2 separate regions of the Rattus norvegicus genome follow, and region 2 is linked to region 1. Evidence: chromatin contacts called from public Hi-C data. All regions are on one chromosome and are shown on one strand. The core of a region is the stretch at or near the end of the contact, and the rest is flanking DNA. Distances in the headings are between cores, read along the strand shown. Region 1 holds the start of Rps17 (ribosomal protein S17). Region 2 holds the start of C1h15orf40 (similar to human chromosome 15 open reading frame 40).

Region 1 (2,808 bases), core at 30-2,529:
TTCGCTCTAGTGTGCGTTTTGAAAGCCTTACGGCAGTGCTCACACTTGTAGGTCAAGCTAATATGGTCGGGAGGCAGGCACCCTCTCTAGGCTCCCATGTGGGAAGAGCAAACTGAATTGAGATTCCAGGAAGGCTAACAGTAGGCAGGCTGATTACAGGCACCCTCAGCTGGGTGCGGCACTCCGAAGGCAGCTGAGCTCCCACCACAGATGAGGCCCCACTACCACCTGAGCAGGTAGTAAAAGGTACAAAGACCCACAAGGTTTACCTCAGGAACATAATTATCTCTCCTCTCCCTCTCTTCTTCCTGCAACTTGATGGAGATGCCTCTCACAGGACCTCTCTGAATCCGCTTCATCAGATGCGTGACATAGCTACAAACACACAAGCCAGGAAGAACAGTGACCACTTCCCACCTAGTGCGCAGAGTATCTGGGTACAAAACCTACTTTGTTTCTACATCGAGGTCGGACTCACCGTCGGAGATCCTCCTATACACACAAAGTCCAGACATCCACCCACTACATTCCTCACACTCCGTAAATAACCCTCCTCCAAGCATCAACTCTTCCGCACTTGTACCTTGACTGGTTTCATCAGTCGTACGGACACAGCACCGTTAATTTTTCGTGCAACATGGCCATAGTGATAAAATGCTGTGAGCAGATACTGCAGCAATAAGGTTTGGAGGTCGGAGCTCTGCCTTCAGCTACCGTAAATAACTCTAAGATCACCTCGGCAAAAACCCACAGTGAACGCACACCTCCAGCTCCCTCGGACCATTCGGGGGACCTCGAGCAAAGGGAACGGCCAGGGCAGGCTCTTCCGGAGGGACAGTTGCCGCAGGCAGCCGCGAGGCCTCCACTCACCCGGCTATCTTGTTCCGAAGGTTTTTGCTGGGGATGATGGCGATCTCCTCGCACACGCGCTTGTTGGTGTGAAAGTCATTACCCAGGCGCGTGTAGTACTTCTCGATGATGACCCGGGCCGCCTTCTTCACAGTCTTGGTGCGAACGCGGCCCTGAAGGTGGAGAGGGCAAAGTGACTTGGGGAGCCCGCACCTTCCATGGAGGAAGCAGGCGCCGGCTCCCAGAGGGGTCGGTGCGCGGAGAACTTCACGCGGAAGCGCGCCAGGCTGACAGACTCCGCGTGGGCACCGCCTGCAGCCTCTCGCTGCGGACTTGAGGCCGCGACAAGCGGAGGATGGATGCGGATTGAAAAGGACAGAGCACTCAGAGGCAAACACCTACCATGTTGACGGGTCTCGGTAAAAGAGGAAACAGGAAGCACAAGAGAAGCCTATTAAAGCGCAGGCCAGAAAGCCGCTTCCGCCCGGCTACGGCTGCGCGAAGCTCGCGAGAATACCACAGCGGCCCCTGGAGGACTGGAGTGGCAGTGCTGCGCTGAGGGCGGGGCGAGAGCCTGCGCGTGCGCACGTCGGTAGCTCGGACGTCTCTCCAACAGAGTTTCTGCTCCTAGTAGTTCCGTGGTAGGTAGGCTTCTGTTGGGAGGTTCAGGTTGCTTTAATCTAGGAGATACTTTGAGGCCCTGAGGCAGATAGGAGGCCCGAGCTCCGAAAGGTGTAGTAGTAGAGGGGAGTCATCCCTGATCTCCAACACGCGCGCGACTCTAGCCTAATTGGAGAGGTTTCTCTTATTTCCCGGCGTTTCTTCACATTCTAGCACAGTATTCCATTAGAGCTGCTCTTAAATGTCTTAGCGCGTTTTACTTTTCTCAATTGGGGATGAGCTAAACAAGTACTAACCTCGAGTGCTTAAAACAGCGGCTGGCTCACAGAGAGCTCTCAAACATAACAAATTAAGATCTGAGAGAACTATACTGCTCCCAACCAGTGAAGACACTATTATCTCCAACCTTCAGCTTCTTCCGGTTATCCTTACTCTAAAGTAGCTCATGGAGGGAGGAAAAAAAGAGGTCTATGGAACCAGAACTGAAGAGATCAAAGATCAGTAATCCCTGGGAGTTGCAGCTTACTTTACCAGTGAATTTCTAATGAAGTGGAGGCCAGGTAGAACACTAGACCTTACAGTCTTGCAGGAAGAGAACTCTTGGATTCTGATTAGTGAATTTTTGCATCTTACAAGAAGGATGCTTTAGTACCTAGGGGTCTGCTCTCCCTCAGACTAGTTTCCCAAAGGATCAGTTCAGCAGGCTGACTCAAAACTTCTCTACTTGAAAAATTATCAGACCTATCATAAAGCCATGGAGAAACTAGTGTAAAGGGCTGTGCAGAAAGGAAAAGCACTGCTGGATATGCTAGTGCATACCTTTAATCCCAGAACTCGGGATGCCTGCCTAACAGGCAGACTTCCTGAGTTTGAGGCCAGGCTGGTTTACATAAGGAGTCCAGGACAAGGCCACAAAGAAAGACCCTGAATCAAAAAAGCAAAGTAGTAACCACGCGGAAAGGAATTGCATTAGCACAAAAGCACAAGGGAGTCCAAGAGGAAGGAGGAACACGCAAGGGCTCAGGCTCACAAGAAAGCAGCCAACAAGTGGCTCCTGACATCTTGGCGGTTGTGTCTCTAGCATTCTTGGGGCTGCATCTGGAGGCCTCAAGGGGCCAAGCAAGTAAAATTCATAGGTCTTTCATTTCAGATTGTAACCACCCAGGTACCGATATTCCAGCCTGGCTGACCAGGATGCAACAGGTTCCACATAGGAGCAGGTCTCCACATGCACATACCATCCCTCTGGACTGGGGTCCCTCCCATTGTGAGAATACATGAAGAGAGGACTTGTCCCTGGAATCTCCTTCCCTGCTTGCTACCACACACCCCGGACAG
Region 2 (3,234 bases), core at 483-2,982, 430 kb after region 1:
CTCAGAGCTCAGGCAATCTTGAGGCTAATGATCATTAAACTAAACCAAAGAATCACTCTCCCCCAGCAGTGCCTCTACTCTTTGAACAGGAATGATCAAGAATAATCTAAGCTATACATAGATTTCCTAATGTGTCTTTCCTTCCTAAATATTTTGTTGTTTAGAGACAGGGTCTTATTTGTATTCTAGCTGACCTCCTGCCTCAGTTCCTAAGTACTTGTGAATTACTGATACACACACACACACTCACACACACCAGGCCCATCTCCAAAACACCACATTTTTAAAAAGGAAAAGATATAGAGAGTCTATCTGATTTGGTATTAAATATTGTACATTTTTTTTCTTTCTTTTTTTTTTTTTTTTTACATTTTCTTTCAAATACCTTTATATGAGACTATAGAATGTTTAAGTGGAGACGTTTCCAAATGCAGATATAAAAATACTATTACAGTTACAGGATAAACTTTTAGATAACAAGTCAAAAAGAAGATAAAAGAAACTGCTTGGTCCACATACAAATCCCACCCAGTGCTCAGACTGTACCTGTCACAGCATTCTGTTTGGAGCCGGGTTTGGCATGGATGGCTATGGTGACAAAGCCTTTAGAATCAGTTGCTACAGGCCCTGTAGGGGGAGGTGGTGTCTCTGGTTCCTTGGTTTGGTTTTTACCCTAAAATGACAACACACAATTTTATAGGTAACAAAATGCTTCACTTATTTTGACCCATCACTACCCTCATCTTCACTAAACTGGGCCCACTACCCAGGGGCTTGCAGCCAAGGTGCTTGTCCCACGTTCCTCCACAGTCCAACCCACTTCTCTCCAACCACCAGTGTTTGCACTGCCCTGCAAGACCTGGCCCTGGTCCACACCTTTCTCCTTAGACTGCTTTCCCTGGTTGGCTTATAATTCACTTTCCCTACAAGCAGAGACTATTAATTACTTACATTTGTCAAAGCTTTTAGAGTGTGTGAGTGTGTGTGTGTGTGTGTACGTATGTGTACGTGTGCGCAGGGAGTGTGTCCTGTTTAGATCTCTTTGCTAGCTTAGGACTTGTTCCCTAGTCTCTTTATAGTTTCTATTCCTCTAGAGAAGGGCCATTTGTTAGTCATCTTTATAACCAATGCATCCCACAGCTCAGAGTGGGTTTAGGGTCTATTGCCGAAAGAACAATGACTGGCATTTTAATGCCATCTAACAACTTAGGCAATATACAGACAGTGGGTATGAAGAGGAATAAGGATCCATACTCCGTGTCTTCAAGGTGCTGGGATCACAGCGACAGAGAACAGGAAATATTAGGGGAGGGAGTGCAGTCTCCTTGACAGAAGGAAGTGATCTGCCACCTTTGGGAGGCTATTGGGGGTCAGAACTCATAGCCTGCCGGGAAGTGTAACCCTCAGAGTGCGGGAGCAAAGACGGAGGTCAGCGGGTGCGTAGAGGAGCCTACTCCTCCAATGTTCCTTAGGCGAGCTAATGTGCGACTTAGAAAGTCTCAGACCTGGACCCGAAGGGAGGTCTTCCGCCCGCCAGGCGCTCCTTCTGTTCCCCGCCAGTGTAGCCCCGTGGCCCACCCTCTCCACATCACGGGACTTGCAACTGGCCTTGCTTGTTGCACCGGCTTTCTTAGGCATTGTGGAACCACACAGGAGTCTAGTAGAGGCCAAGCACAGCGACCTACAAGGAGCTTCAGCATCACAACTTCGCAGGCGCCACGGAAGGCGGCAGCATGGCGGAAGAGTCCTATGCGCCTGCGCTCGTCAAGGGCGGAAGTGGTATGCGCGTCAGTCCGCACCTAAGAGCGCCACCTCGCCTCGAGATGGCGCTGTTTTCATTCCTTTGCAACCTGCCAGCCTCGGGGTGTGATCCATTGGTGAGCCATCTTTGTCACCAGAGGGAAAGCCACCTATCCTCAGGATTGGCAAGAGCTGCGAGCCTCGGTGCTCGCCTACCCAACGCGGTACCAAAGCAATTCGCACTGGGCAGTGTGAGAGTAAGAGATCCATTGTGGAGTGGGATACAATCGCTCGTGAAACTGGAGCAGAGGCAAATCAATGCAAGTGCTAAAGTTAGGGACTGGCCTTGTCCAATTAGGTTAGAATCTGTACAGTATATGCCCAGAGGTAGGAAGATCTGTCACCTAAATGGGAGATGGCTTGTAACCATTTTGAGGATCGTTGGGACCTGAATGACCTCAGATCGGGGGGAAGATCATCTGATGATGCCCAAGTCTAGGGCTAGCAAACAGGTTTGGGTGTCCGAGAGGAGATTTTTTAGGGTACATTAAGTTTAAAATGATTGGAGACATCCAAGTGGAATAATTAAAGAGCAACCTGAATACACAACCGAAACTCAGACCTGTACCAGTGAGGGGGTGTGGGTGAGGGTGAAGGGGAGAGGGGAGGAGAGGAGGGAGAGAGTATGACGAATGTCAAAGGGTTGCAGTGTTCAAATTCAGGAACAGGTGGGACTGGAATGTGAGTGCTGCAAACAGCCACTAAAGGTTGGGATCAGAATGAGATCTCAGCTCACTCTCCTAGAGACACCACTTCTATATGACAAACTATGTGGTGTGGTTGTAAGAAAGTGGGTAAAGCCTACTAAATTGAAACACTAGGGATGCTGAGACCAGCTTTAGGCTCAGGCAGAATGATCAGGTGTTACATACTACATCCAGCATGTGGCTGGATGGGTAAAGGAGAGGGAAGAAATGTCCCCTAAGGAGCCCTTCAGCCTTCTCCACAGGTACCTCCAGAGTATAAAAACTTCAACACTAGCTAGAAAGAACAGGGGCCTTTCTCAGGTCAATCTGTCACACAGCCACCTGTCCCATTGGAAAGAATAGGGTCTGTGATCCAAATGGCAGAAACCCAATGTAATATTAGTTTTTAAAAAATCTTAAAACTTGATCTTAGATTTGCCAAGGAGTTAAGGATTGTTTTGTTTGGCAGGTAGGAAGAATAAATAAATGCTGTGGTTCCCTCTTAGTTTTTGAATGTGAGGACAAGAACAGACAGAAGGCTGAGGAAGGGACTGGCATAAGGGGTGGGGGCAGTGATGCCTAGTACTATAAGCATTTGTTCCTTTGAAAGTGTACGTCTTCCGAAAACTTCATGTTGCCCTAAACTACAGTGTTTGAAAGTGCAACTATTCCATCTCAGATTGTTGGGTAGATACTGAAACAGCAATGTTTAAATGAATACTTTCTAAATGTATTGCTATTCTACAGT

The links. Hi-C and Micro-C count contacts between places; a contact is called where the count stands out from the background.
Region 2: a Hi-C map of prefrontal cortex shows a contact between it and region 1, with 4 times the contacts expected there. The contact joins the promoter of C1h15orf40 here to the promoter of Rps17 in region 1. A contact is called at or near these places in 4 of 12 Hi-C or Micro-C datasets (frontal cortex, kidney, mammary epithelial cells and 1 more).

What each region holds. Positions count from the first base shown.
Region 1 is chr1:144,706,457-144,709,264 of GRCr8, forward strand. It overlaps Rps17 (ribosomal protein S17), which reads right to left and starts at 1,280. Exons shown (of 5, transcript NM_017152.3): 1 at 1,252-1,280; 2 at 871-1,022; 3 at 270-375. The coding sequence starts at 1,254.
Region 2 is chr1:145,139,515-145,142,748 of GRCr8, forward strand. It overlaps C1h15orf40 (similar to human chromosome 15 open reading frame 40), which reads right to left and starts at 1,733. Exons shown (of 4, transcript NM_001024749.2): 1 at 1,609-1,733; 2 at 547-673. The coding sequence starts at 1,638.